Regions from separate parts of the Danio rerio genome. Here regions 2 and 3 are each linked to region 1. A link is a contact called in public HiCAR-type data. All regions are on one chromosome and are shown on one strand. The core of a region is the stretch at or near the end of the contact, and the rest is flanking DNA. Distances in the headings are between cores, read along the strand shown. Region 1 overlaps jmjd1cb (jumonji domain containing 1Cb). Region 2 overlaps jmjd1cb (jumonji domain containing 1Cb). Region 3 overlaps jmjd1cb (jumonji domain containing 1Cb).

Evidence for each region. HiCAR-type assays count read pairs that join an accessible place to other places.
Region 2: a HiCAR-type map of caudal fin shows a contact between it and region 1, with 4 times the contacts expected there. The contact joins two enhancer-like sites.
Region 3: a contact with region 1 is called in a HiCAR-type map of caudal fin, with 4 times the contacts expected there. The contact joins two enhancer-like sites. A contact is called at or near these places in 1 of 18 Hi-C or Micro-C datasets (an unstated tissue) and 1 of 4 datasets of contacts at active chromatin or transcription factors (caudal fin).

The regions. Positions count from the first base shown.
Region 1 is chr12:9,358,549-9,363,277 of GRCz12tu, forward strand. The region is part of intron 1 of jmjd1cb (jumonji domain containing 1Cb); the gene reads right to left. Among named protein-coding and RNA genes, the nearest start is that of jmjd1cb, 9.4 kb to the right of the region's middle. Within about 2 kb of position 2,908, at least 35 of the 62 cell types and tissues checked have an H3K27ac peak or open chromatin away from gene starts, as enhancers often do. A contact at or near this core is called in caudal fin, where this site is marked.
Region 2 is chr12:9,194,198-9,198,926 of GRCz12tu, forward strand. The region is part of intron 3 of jmjd1cb (jumonji domain containing 1Cb); the gene reads right to left. Among named protein-coding and RNA genes, the nearest start is that of nrbf2b, 69 kb to the left of the region's middle. Within about 2 kb of position 2,729, at least 35 of the 62 cell types and tissues checked have an H3K27ac peak or open chromatin away from gene starts, as enhancers often do. A contact at or near this core is called in caudal fin, where this site is marked.
Region 3 is chr12:9,222,736-9,227,464 of GRCz12tu, forward strand. The region is part of intron 2 of jmjd1cb (jumonji domain containing 1Cb); the gene reads right to left. Among named protein-coding and RNA genes, the nearest start is that of nrbf2b, 97 kb to the left of the region's middle. Within about 2 kb of position 2,011, at least 20 of the 62 cell types and tissues checked have an H3K27ac peak or open chromatin away from gene starts, as enhancers often do. A contact at or near this core is called in caudal fin, where this site is marked.

The DNA of each region.
Region 1 (4,729 bases), core at 1,658-4,157:
TATTAACCTACTTTGTGCCTGTGTTGTTGTTTATGTTGAAGATCATGATGGTTATCACTGAATTAAAGTCCCCATGACCTGGAAGCTGCGACAGTTTTTTAAATATATATTGCTATGAAGTTTCCAGAGAAACGGATATTAAATGAGAAAAAGATGTGGCTGTGGGTTGATTTTTGTACTGCAAGCTGTAGTAGGCATTTCTTTCAGAAAGATTGGGAAAGGGATTTCCGGAGAGTTATGACACCTCCTCCTTACTGTTTGTTGTCAAAACTGACAGGGCGTGGTTATGTATGTTAGTCACACCCAATTCTTAAAATCAAGTAATCTGAGAATATAACTGAAAAAAAAACAGGAAGTGCATTTTCAGATTTTAATTTTAGATTAAAAGGACAACCTTTTTTATTTTCTTCCTAATGACAGATGAATTGTTCACCACAAAACTAGCAATATGAGCTAAGAAATACAATTTGGCCTTAAGCAAACCATTCAAACAGTGTTGTCAAGATACTAGAATTTCTGAACTTCGATATGTTACCTTGAAACTGATCCGATATTTGATACCATTTTCGATAACGTGGGGTATCAAATGAAGTAATAAGGGGGAAAAAACAAAATCATATAATGCTTGTACCAGGTACATCAACAGTGCAAAAGGCAATCAATTACAATAAATCACTAAATTAGTGCAATCTCATCTTATTCATTCATTCATTCATTTTCTTGTCGGCTTAGTCCCTTTATCAATCCAGGGTCGCCACAGCGGAATGAACCGCCAACTTTTCCAGCAAGTTTTTAAGCAGCAGATGCCCTTCCAGCCGCAACCCATCTCTGGGAAGCAATCTCATCTTATTTTCTTATTTATTAATTTTTTTACTTAAAATCTTAATATTACTATCAGTCATTCATCTTCTTGCTGGTGAGAAGAGAAAGTTCCAGTATCCATTTCCATAACAAAGATCATTCTAAATATTTCAGTATCGATATACTGATATGACACACCACATTTAAATGTAAAAAAATGATTGTGATCTAAATTATGCAATATTTCATGTGACAAGTTTGTTAACATCATAGTAGGGTGTTAAGAGAATAACGACAATCTCATTCCACACATGATAAGCCTAATTTTATAATATTCATATCCTCCAAAATGATGGAGTTAAAATATATATATAATATTAGAATTTATTAGCCATGTGAAAATGTGTACTTTTGAACAATACCGCTAAAAAATCCCTCTAAATCAATAATTAAGCTTATACATTTCTATAGCTGCACATTAAACACAGTTATACAGCCCAGCTGTAGTTCATTGTGGGATATTCAGCCACTACACAGAACAATGTTAAAATTGGCACATGTTTGCATCAAAGGTTTCTCGAGAGCAGCAGACACAGTTCCACCACATGATGAATAGAACAGATTTCAGCATTGTTCCTGGACGATCCTTTGCTTGCTGTAATTGCACTCAAATTTCCCTGGAGATTTTCACTCAATCTAAAGTGCAGCAGGCACATGCGGTGCCCTACATGCCAAAGGTATGTGTAGATGTGTGTGTGTGTGTGTGTGTGTGTGTGTTTGTGTATCTCAAAGGCTGTTTCGGCTCCAGGCGTGTACACACCTCCCACTGGGCCTCTCTTTAAAGGTGTGTCATGCTCCACAATGCCACCTCCAGCTTGTGGGTGTTGCTTTTTAGCCCCAGGCACAACAAAACTCAAAAATGCGGGCTCTCTGCAACCCCCTTCAGATCCTGTCAAACTGCCACCAGAGTCAAAACAAGAGACAAAACAACCACTTAAGCCTGATTTATACTTCTGCGTCAAACACCGGCGTATGCTACGGCGCTGACGCATAGCCCTTCGCCGTGGCCATCGCCGTCACTGACGTGCACCTCTCAAAAAATGTAACTACACGTCGCAACGACGCGTAGCATAAGCTCTGTGATTGGTCGGCTTGGTAGCGCTGACGAGTCTGGGTTTTTAAATGGCATTTTAGAACGAAAACGACATATCGGATAAATATGTTAAATAATGACAGAAAACATCTTTAACGAAACCCACCACATCCTGAATAACCTACCAAAACTTCTTCCTATTTCTTTTTTTGCAGGAAAGCCTAAACACTTTCATACAAGAGATTCGAATGACGCAAGAGATGATCTCTCTGTGATCGTTACAAATTTAGGATTAATCTACCAGTAAATAAAAATATTAATCCGTGTGCCGTTTAGTTTAAATTCATTTGAAATTGCTTAACATTATGGGAAGTGACTATTGCAGATTCACACATTGCGATAACGATGGTAAGACGCTATATTGTGTAGCCCTACTAAATACATTCTAAATACTATTTTTAGTAAATTCAGATGGAGTAGTGACTGCAAAGAGCACTCTTATCATGTAGGTTAACTATTATATTGTTACTCTATTGTTATAAACAAGACACATCCTATTGTACAGGAAAAACATTCTAATGTATAGCTGTATTTTGCATTTTCTTTTTTGAGGCTTGAAACCCCCTTTTTGTCTTTGACCCATATACAGTACAGTCTAAATGGCAGACATCTGGTTTCGCTTAAGAGCACGTTCAACAAAAGCAGAGAAGGATCAGCACAAGGAGATAGGGCGAGAAGCCTGGCTTGGCTCAGTTGTCCATTCCCGCCTACAGAAAGCCTTGTTTGTGTTTCATTGCTGAGCATTTGCAGTCTTAACTCGAGCTGAAAAGACTCAGAAACCGACATAAACGGTTTCAATGCAACCAAAATTGCAGGAAGTCCCACATAAACTGAGCAAGAGAAATAAATTTCCAGCCTTTCTAATGTGAGAGTGATTCAGAAATGAAGGGAAAAAAGCTATGCGTGTGTCATTGCTGAGCATAACAGGATATACGACACTACTTGCTCATTGCATCACCCCAGAGCTATTCAGACCTCCATCGCTAATGTGTCCGTTCACACACAGAGAGGTCAGCCAGTGTGGCTCCAATAAATGCACTAACACACTTTGATGTTTGACTGTAGCGATACCCTAAATGATTTCACCTGTGTACGTTTACATCAATTAAATGATTAAATATGCATAATTGCACTCAACCGTTTTGAAGTGCAGCCATTTCACAGCAAGACACAGGCGCTGTTCCAAACGCCTAGCAAGCTGCCTTGCTGTCTGCTTACTACATAGACAGCAAATCCTAACTGAATTGGATCCACAAAGGTAGGGGTGTGCGATATGAATTGTCTATAATACTGTTATAATTACTTCATTAAGATTGTGCAACAGGTTTAAGTCAAATTTAAGACTTTAAGACCTTTTTAAGACCATGAAGAATGAAATTTCAGACTTATATATGGCTAAACGCTAAAGATTTTTCAATGGCTCATAAAGAAAACAATGTACTAGCCCTATCTAATATGATTTTCCTACTAATTAGTTATTTGTAAGCCACATATTTTAAATAATGTGTCAAAACAAGCAGACCCTAGTTATATACATTTTTTTTTTGGCAAAAAAAACTATTAAACATAATTAACAACAAAAAAACTCTTTAAAAAACTAAATGTAAACACAACAGATTGGTGTTTGGATAGCTTTAAGGAAAATTAAGACCCGTTTAAAAGGATTTTAGACCTACAAGACAACATTTCAGTCCATTTAAAACCTTTTAAGATCCCGCAGATATTTGTGCAAGCTTATATCAAGTGTTTTTCTAATATACTAATTAATTGCATTTCAATAGGTTTCACTTTCAGATACAAAATTTATAGGACAGGGCTCGAAATTAACTTTTTTACTTGGTAGCACCGGTGCTCCCAACTTCAAATATTTAGGAGCACCAAAAATTTTTTAGGAGCACCAGAAAAAAATTTAGGAGCACCCACCAAAAATGAATGAGCACAGCTGCAAATTGTTTTTTAAGGGATTTATTGTATTTTAAAACAATATTAATAGGACTAACAAAAACCAGAAACAACTATCTAACTAAAGCTGCGAAGACATTGATATTTGTGTGCAATAATTCCAAAATGAATGTCTAATAATTAGGCCATAGAATATTAATGATGATGAAAATGACAATAATAGTAACAATGAATTCCATTTCTCATTATGATGCTGCCTTGAATGTGCATGAATGTAGGTTATCTGCTATTAAAAGTCTGTTACTTTATGAAAAATAATTGTATAGTTTGCATCAAACAAAAATGAAGCATTGCAGTAAGAAATATTTATTTTGTACTGCTGTTTTTATATGCATGTCAATTTAATAAATAATATTTCTGATACAAAACAAACAAAAGATTATAATAAATCATTCAATTCAATGATGAAAGCTGTAAAGCAGTCATCAGTAAATAAATAAAAAAATAATATACAACTCAAAAAAGAATAGACAAAAGAAAGTAAGTAAAGTCTCACTTCTATCACTCTTTAAAAGTTTTGGTTTCAGTTTGTGTCAATTTAAAGGTTCAGTCTGAGCTGATCTTCATTTTTCTGTGTTTGTGGAAAGCAGGCGAGTCAGCCGACCCAATTAATAAGTAGGCAGCGCAAGATTATTGCGCTAACCATCGGCGCAAATCCGGTCTTTGTTATGAGCCGCAGTTTCAGTGTAAACTTAGTAAAGGCGAGCTTCTTTGGCGATGATGCAGTATTAGATTTGACTTTTAGCGGACATTTGCGCTGAACACGCAGTGAATGCGACGCATGGAGATTCGGGCACCTTCTCCAAGAAGCGC
Region 2 (4,729 bases), core at 1,479-3,978, 160 kb before region 1:
TAATTTATGTTGTGTGGGTGTTCAGATCCCGACCTTTTAATGATTAATTCGTGCAGCTTACACTAAATGCATTAATGCAGGCTAAACAAGCAGTGACAAAACATCTTTAATAACCTAAGAAACCCACAACATCTCAAATAACTTACCACAACTTCTTCTGTCATCATAACACTACAGAAATGCCTAAATGCTTTCATACATGTGATTTGAATGACACGATCATTGCGATTGTTCCAAGTTTAGAGTTAATCTTCAAATATAAAAATGTATTAGCCTAATCTGTGTGTCACGTGTGTGCCGAACCACCATGGGTTGTGATCTGTACAAATCACGGATCAACGGTGATCTGTTACACCCCTATATGTAAATCTAGGATTAATCGCAAGTCCCGTCACTTAAAATGACAATTCTGAGGTGTCGTTTATGTTTAGCAAAAAACGTTAAAAGTGGTAGAAAAGTGTAAGGTTAATAATCCAAACAAACCCCTAGCCTTAGTGCAAACAACAGTAATACGCTTTCCAATCACTACTAAACGCTTCCTGTCGCAGAGAGATTTGAAGGATCTGATGAAGGCCAGTGACCCACAGAATCTGAAACAAGCACAGGAAGGTTCTCACACCTCCTCATGCACAGCAACCCATACATTTCCGCTTCGCAGGAGCCCAGCAGTCAAGCAGATGTGTGTGTGTGTCTGTGTGTCACGGTCTGGAAGGGTGAGAGGGATATCCGCCCTGCACTTCCATTAATTGTTAATGGTGATGAGGAGTCGAGAAGGGGGGTGGGGGATTGGGGGGCTGACAGGAGCTCTAGTTATTTACACAATCACACAGCAGGCCTGATGAACACATGAACTGAGCCCTGGAAATACCCCGCTGCTACCACACACACACACACACATATACGTACATACATACATACATTACAGTGTAAACAAAAGCCTATGCTGCTTTGGTGAGAGTGCTGGTGAATGACAGCACATGTCAAAATCTTAGGTATTTCAATGGGACCCTATTCTACATTTGTGCACATTTTATATTTATATAAAATTATTTTGATAGTTCTATTTCTAGTCCATGTAAACTTATGGATGCACCAATATGGAATTTTTGACTGATACCAATAAGCGATAAGTTAATTTGGAGGCAGACAGTCGATATGTTAACCAATAAATATAAATATGTTTGATAAATATAAATTTGTTTTATATTTTAACATTTTTGCAAACATATGAACTGCTCATTTTATTTTAGAACCCTTAAAAACTAAAAAACATAAATAAATAAAACCAAGTCACTAACAAATTCAAAACAGCAGTAAATAATAAAAAAATATTAGCCAGCTAGCACGTGAAGTGGTTCAACTAGCAGAAATAATACATCATTCTTTGCAGGGGTGCCCAAAGTTTTTCTTAAAAAGAACCAAAAACCATACTTGACTGAGGACTCAAGCAAAAAGCTAAATGTACAAAACCATATGATATTAAATTTGCCATGGGTAATTTCTTAATAAATTTGCTAATATTTAAAAATAACAACAAAAAAAAACTTTGCTTAAAAACATATTAATTAATGATGGAGAATCATTTTTAAACCTTTTATAATGAACATTTTACAGTAAAAACATAAACAATCCCATTTATAACACAATGGAGTTCAATGCTGATTACACCAATCGAGCTGCTCCTGCCTTTCCTTGATTTGCTCGCCGATGTCTTGTGCATCTGTCACCTGACAGTATTTACATTTTAAAAGTCTGATTTATTTACAACATTTAATTGAATCATTTAAATTTTAGTTTTTTTTTTTGGAGCTTCTTAATAATATATATATAATTTCCGTTCTCCCTCTCTTTTCAGATGGGATGGTGGGTCAAACCAAAGGTTACCGAGGGCCAACTTATATTAACTCTATGGTATGCTCACACACAACAGGAAAGAGCAAACATGATGCATCTCATGGCTTTACTTGTAAACTAATGCCTTGTTCTAAACATGGTAAGAGCTGGGAATTACAGAAGTGAAATGTCTTACCCCCGACTTCGATGCATTGTTCAAGCAGTGTTTCAGATGCTATTTCTAGGTAGGAAGCAGAAAATAAATCCTAATTCCGAGCTGTCTGGAACGCAGCGTAAGTGTTGCAGTAGTTTGTCTTAATAAGATAGGATTGCATCATCAGTGTGCCTAATCCTAGGTGAAAGTAAACTGCTACATCCTACTCTCCCTAGTGACAACCATCACATTACTCACACACACATACACACGCCTTCTCTCCAGCTTCTATTTTAAAGCGAGAGCCTTGCAGGACACATTATTTATTTATTGCCCTGCAGGTTTCACGGGGCACTTCTCTCTCGGTGGCATCCAAGAACAGAATCTGTTAGGACAGCCCGGTTTTTTTCCTGGGTCTTCCACTTAACAATGAGAATGAGCTTTTAAAATATATTGAATTTCCAAATGTTTCCAATCAGGATTCTAGCAGGAATGTAAAGCATTATCAAATGAATGTGAATAAGGACAATGAGATTTAAATCAGAGAGCGAGACGTGAGCTCATTCCTGAAGTCTGGTCAAGCACCTTCAGCAGGAGCTGTAATCTCATCTCTCACACACACCCCCTTGGTGAAGGACGGAGCAGATGCACTTTTCTTTCCATCCCCCCACCCCCATTCTGCACCGGGCTGCCATCCATCACTTTAACAGCAATATGTTCCAGGATTTTCCACATGGCGCTGCGGTGGAAGACACTGCGAAAGCAGGGTGGTGCTCGGCACAGGGGGAATAGGAAAGTGCTTCCAGATCCAAACTCTGACCCAGATAAAAACAGCTTCCTTCCCCTCTCTCTTGCTCTCCGTCCAGCAGAATGGAGCCTGGGAACAAGGCTGGGGCGTGGTGCTCCAACTCTTTCTCCAGCCTCCGTCTCCATGTTTCCCACAAACAGTCTCTCCGTCCAACAGCTGCTCAGAAGTGTTCCTGGCTCTCCATAGGAATCACGTTTCAGAGACATCTTGTTCAGATCGTCCGTGTGACATGTTTCATTCATATTTGCCGTTCTAAATTGTGTCTGCCACTGAATAAATACCACGATTCGGTACTTTGCAGACCCATAAGAATGTGCCATAGGGCGCTTCTCGTAAAATGACACCGTGATTCCTAATGAGGTCCAGAATCCATGTCTGCGCACCATCTGTGTTTGTTGACAAGCTGATGCTGATCGGATGAGACCGGGATTTCACACGGGCTAGAGACAGAGGTGGTATAAATACGGTCATAGAATGCTTCCTCCGATTGTGCAATTACTTCTGACAGCTATTAAACTGTTGGTTAGTGCTTTATATATAAACTGGAAATTAAAAGATAACAATCAAACCTGTTTCATGGGCATTCACTGATGGAATATTAATAAATAAAACTAGAACACTGCAATTATGTAGTTTGGTGATTCCCAACCATGTTCTTGGATTACCCCCAATATTATCTCCCGTGTCTGACACACCCATCTAATGAGCTGATGAAAACTAATGAGTTGGGGAATTCTTTCAACCTCTCATAAAATTCCAGGATTCTTAAGCCTGACAAACTTTGCTGAGCAAAGGTAAATGTGATTTTACAGCCTTTTACTCTCTGTCCAAAAATGAGCTTTTGATCTGAACAATCATAGCAAGACTTTTATATGCAGTGACAAGCCAGAAACTCTGACACAAAGTATTGTCAAATAAATGGTGGAAAGAGTGCTGAAAGCTCATATTAAAGTACAAGTTCCATTACTCCCCAAAAAAATGTAGTCTGAGTAAAAAGTGCCAGTTCTAAAATAGTACCTAAACCATGACTAAAACGTAGCCTAAAAGTACTCAAGAGCAAATAAGATTGTGAAAATAACCTAGGGTCAGAAATAAAAAATGTAGCTTACTGGGGTTGTGCCGATAGACGATGCCATCGGACATTGCCGATGGCCGACAAACTTTATCGTGATCCACAGTCCTGCCCCACATTTATATTGATATATAACTTTTTATTTGCATGTCATCTTATATTGGCAATAATAGTCATTTTATGAGCTGTGATAAATGTTACAAATAGCTGCCGCTTGCACGGATGACAGCATTGTGAGGATTAAATGAAGGATTATACAGCACCTCTCACGCTTAAAATGTGTTGATTCCATGGCAAACGATGTAACCTGCAAACACCGTCCCACAGACTTTACAGTGAATGGCTTTAATCATTTTCATAGCGGACTTGAAACACTGGAAGTCTTTCATCCACTCTTGGAAAAGTTATAATGGCGGATTACCATTCAGCACATGATCACTAATAAGATGTGCCATTATTAGTAACTTTAGTTAAATCTGTCAGTGTTATTTTCATTCTCTCATCTTCAGCGCTTTACATCTGATATTTAACAACCACCCCCACCCCCGCCAATGAAGACGATGCCATTGCGATGTTACACATTAGACATTGTACGATGCCAAATTGGTCAACATCGCCCAACCCTATACCTTACATCAGATTCTTTTAAGGGTGTTTCTAAGTGCAAGTTGAACTAATTGCAATTCACAGACTTTACATTTAAAATGTGAGATTAATCACATTACATTAATTTATCCACCTATAATAAGCAGACATGAATGCATTTACATGTGGAGCAAAATCTGTGTAACCCCAGGGCCAAAAATTTAATAGTGTAATTTGTTAACGCCTTCAGACTGCATGATTTTAGCCCCGATTTTGA
Region 3 (4,729 bases), core at 761-3,260, 140 kb before region 1:
TTTACATTGCATTTGATTATTCAATAATATTGGCAGGACAAAATATCAATATGTTGATTTATGTGTTAATTTCACCTGTGATACATTATCAATGTAGCCAAGTATTGATATTTATTTAAAGTTACAAAAGATCTGAATGAATTAATCAGCTTTGCACTGCTACTGTTTACCACTCCGGCGGCAATACATCAGTTGGCGCTCTCGTAATGGCGAATCGAACACATATCAGTGTTGCAATTCGAAAAAATACATGTGTTTTAAATTAAAAAAACAAAATTCATCTTATAACTTTCTGATGCATTTTTCCCTTCATTTACAAATATTATGATATATTGTGGATGGTTTTCTTGTGATATATCATTGCTATATCATTATCGGGGGCAAAATTATCATGATAGTATCATATCGTATTACTGTACCTGAATATCTGACTGCTTATTTCACTTTTATCTTTGCTCTATCATTTATTTAAGCTTGCAAACACCTCTACAAGATTCTACTTATCTAATGAAGTTAAAGATTTCATTCTGAATAGAGCTACTCAAGTAATCTGCAGAATTTGTACTCATAACATAATATAAATCGCAGAAAAATAAAACATCGCACTGTCAGATGGTTCCAATATCTTGCAGCCCAAATGTATACCTAATAAATTGTTTTAAAATAACCAAATACTAAAAACTTTAAAGATTCAAGATGTTGATGACTTTTAAAACGCGTCACTACCATAATATGTCTTATTTTGAAAGACAGCGTGATTATTTTTTACAAGGAGGAGTGTACATTTAGCACTATTAGCAGAGCTTCACCGCTGTTGTCTACCTCCTCTTTGGCGAAGAGGGAGTTGAATTAAGGCTACAGTCGCACACGCCGTTTCTAGGACAGATATCTTTGCTCTATCATTTATTTACGCTTGCAAACTCCTCTACAAGATTCTACTTATCTAATGAAGTTAAAGATTTCATTCTAAACAGAGCTATTCAAGTAATTTGTATACATAACGTAATATAAATCGCAGAAAAATAAAACATTGCACTGTCAGATTGTTCCAATATCGTGCAGCCCAAATTTACATCTTAATAAATTGTTTTAAAATAACCAAATACTAAAAACTTTAAAGATTTAAGATGTTGATGACTTTTAAAACGCGTCACTACCATAATATGTCTTATTTTAAAAAACAGCATGATTATTTTTACAAGGAGGAGTGTACATTTAGCACTATTAGCAGAGCTTCACCGCTGTTGTCTACCTCCTCTTTGGCGAAGAGGGAGTTGAATTAAGGCTACAGTCGCACACGCCGTTTCTAGGACAGATAAATATAGCAACAGCAGATCCACAGCTCTTAAAGGAAACCAGGCTTTGTTGCACTAATAAAAACACACAACACACAGCGAGAAAATGATGCCAGCTGCGAGAACCAACAGAAAAAGAAGACAAAGAGAAGATAACAATGTCCTCGGAGCAGCTCTGCAGGTGCGGCTGATGATGTTTTACTCAACCATTTGTCAATACTAGCATGCGATTTCAAATCTGTATGACCTCTGGAAGCAATCATTATTTTCAGCGGACTTTTGCACTCTACGTCCAGAAGATTTCATCAGAAATGAGAGACATCACCCCTGTGACACCTTCACACACAAATAACAGAGGAACAAAAAGCTCTTCCTTGAGCGAGAGTAACTGGGTCACATCTGCCACTTGTCATTAGGGAGTTACCTCTCATCACTATCACGCTGCCAAACAGACAGCGCAATAATTGCCGTGCGTCTCCAGAATATAGAATACACCTGAGTGGATGTGGAGACACATCCACACACACACACACAAACACACGTGTATTTCATTCTCTCTGCAAGAACAAAAAGAGGTGGAGCTCTTTCGTGGAAAAAACAAGCCAGCCGCGGCAGACAAAGCATCTCCAAAAATATGGTCAGTGTGCGGCGGGCCGTAATTCAGCTATAAATATTTGATAAGGCTGAGTGCACTGGAATGTTGCGCTGAGCCGTGAGGGGGGTTCATGCATAGCCAAGTGTGCTGGAGGCTTTGACGCTCCAGGACGACACTGTCTGATGAAGGTCATGGAGACCGCTGACTATATATATATATATTTTTTGCACTTTGTGTGTGTGTGTGTGTATATATATATATATAAATACTATACACACACTTTGTATCGGATCGGGTTTCAGTATCGGTAGATATTCAAAATCAAATGACTCGATCTTGAGGGCAATAAAACTGATCGGGACATGCCTACTATGAATTACCAAAGACATCAGCTAAAATCATCTATAGTGTTCTTCTAAAAACAAAAAACAAAGTCAACTACATTTTGCATGGCCAAAGAGAGAGTGAATTAACAAATTATCATTTTATGGTGAACTGTTCCTTTACTAAATGTTAAATTAAGTACAATCAAATTTAATATGTATTTTTAACTAAAGAGCTATTCACTAAGTAAACCAAACCCTTAGTGAATATGTGTAGTACATCATCTTTACCCAATGCTTGTTTGTGTAATTACACCATAACACTTATATAAAATAATGCTTAATCGCACTCACTGCCATCTTTGTATGTCGTTCAGCATGATCGCACACAATCACCAAAATGGTGGGCTGCAAATTTCTCATATGCAAAACCAGTCAAAGCAGACAGCAGTTATTCTGTCGACTGCTAAAATCACCACACACACACCCTCTCTTCCCTGTAACGTTATAACCACAAATAGCATCCGTCTAAATTTGCATACATGCAGGTCAGAGCTTGCCTGAAATACCCACTGTGGCTTGGTGGCAACATTTGGCCGACTCTGCAGTGACGTCATACTGAAATGTAAATTATAAGAGACAAGAGGTGTCCTGAGGTGTCAGTAACCCCTGATTTGTAGGTAAACTGCTGCTATTATCAATGACTAAGCTGCCTTAGTGTGCGACAAACACATTGACGCTGATGTAGATTTGTTGCCTCATATAGTGTAGCCCGCAGTGTTGTTGTCTCTCCAGCAGACGACAGTTTTACAGTTGAGGAAGACGCCATATCCAATGTTCCATAAACACTCGGAGTGTTTGAGGGGACTCGTTTCCCTGCTGGATGTCTCAATCACAACTGTTACTAATTTGGCTCTGGTGTCAGAGAGACTCTATGTTCGAAATGCAATAAAAGAGCGAGCTGCTACTATCTTCACAAGCACATGACATCAAGACCTTGCACTATAGTTATGTACAGTGTTACGTATTTAGTTGTTATGAGGATGAGACGTAACATCAAGTGAGATTTTCTGATGCTGGGTGCAACAACAATGACGGATATGCGAAAGAAAAAGTGGTAAACTTGTAAAACAATAATAGGAAATAATGAATATAAGACTTTACAAAGTAACTTAATTTGTAAACAAATCAAACGAAAAACAGGAATGTTACCAAAACAAAGAAATAAATCAATTAAAACAATCTAACAAAATCGCAACCCACTTAACTAATTAATCAAAGGAAAATGCAGAAATCAAAACCGCAACTAAACTACACAAACTTAAACTAAACTACACAAACTATCCAAATCAAAACTGCAGGGGTGGCAACAACTCCGAAACCTAATTATCAACAAGAACACCATTCTATCAGAACTAATAGAGTTCTCATAAAGTACACAATGTTAGCGATAAGACTACCAGCTAAATAAAGACTATAAGTTAAATAAAGAGTTATTGTATATTTTCTAAAACCTGTTTTGCGTATAAATACTTTCTCCACCAATCGACATGGATCAGCGTTAAAAATATTTCTTGTCTTTGTTGGTCTTTCTGTCTCCTGTCTTTTTTCTATTCTCCTCCTGGTCATGCATGTACGCCTTTTTCTTGTTTCATAAATGTGTTTCGGCTTCTAATTTTCATTCTTTGCTTCACAGAATACACTGCCGTATAGTAATTTGTGATTAATCGAAGGTTATTTTCTTGTGCATTTTGTAAGAAAACATGGCCTAGCCCCAACCCTAACCCAGACCAGATTGAGCCACATATACTACACTGTCGAAGTTTACCAATAAGCTACACAAAAAAGTCAGTTTCAAAATCTAAATTGACACTGAGATTACGGTTCTGTAATAAAAATAAGTGATCTCTCATTTAGAGTTTTCTTTTGATTACATTAAATAACAGAGGTGTCATTTTAAAAATGCACAGATCTATAATGAAAGCATTCGATTGCTTTCCAAACTTTTTATGCAATGCTTAAGACAAATTTAGTTGTGTTTAAAGAAAACCCACCAAGATCGACATGTTTAGATGTTATTCTTCATCTTCTTCTTCTTCTTCTTCTTCTTCTTCTTCTTATTATTATTATATGCCTGTGAAACACGCACCCAAAACCAAGAGTGTCCACTTTCGCTCCGCTTCAAATCACGTGTACAGAATCCATTTGGGAAACAGCGTCTATTTATCACTATGGAGCGCGTCTGACAGTCACGCACCGCTACATGAACTGACTGTTTTGAGGATTGCATAGGAGGGGCAATGGTGCCTATAATGGAAAGGAAGCGAATCCTGCCGTTTTAATATTTATTTCAAAGTGTCATCCCTAAATAAAATGAAAGCACAGAACAGATTCATATTAAAGAGCAAGCAGCGCCCCCTTCTGGTTCGGCAGTATGGGTTGCCTATAGGAAGGATCGGCTCTTTAATGTTTATTGTCATCCTTCATAGAAAGATTAAAAAATATGAGAGAAATAT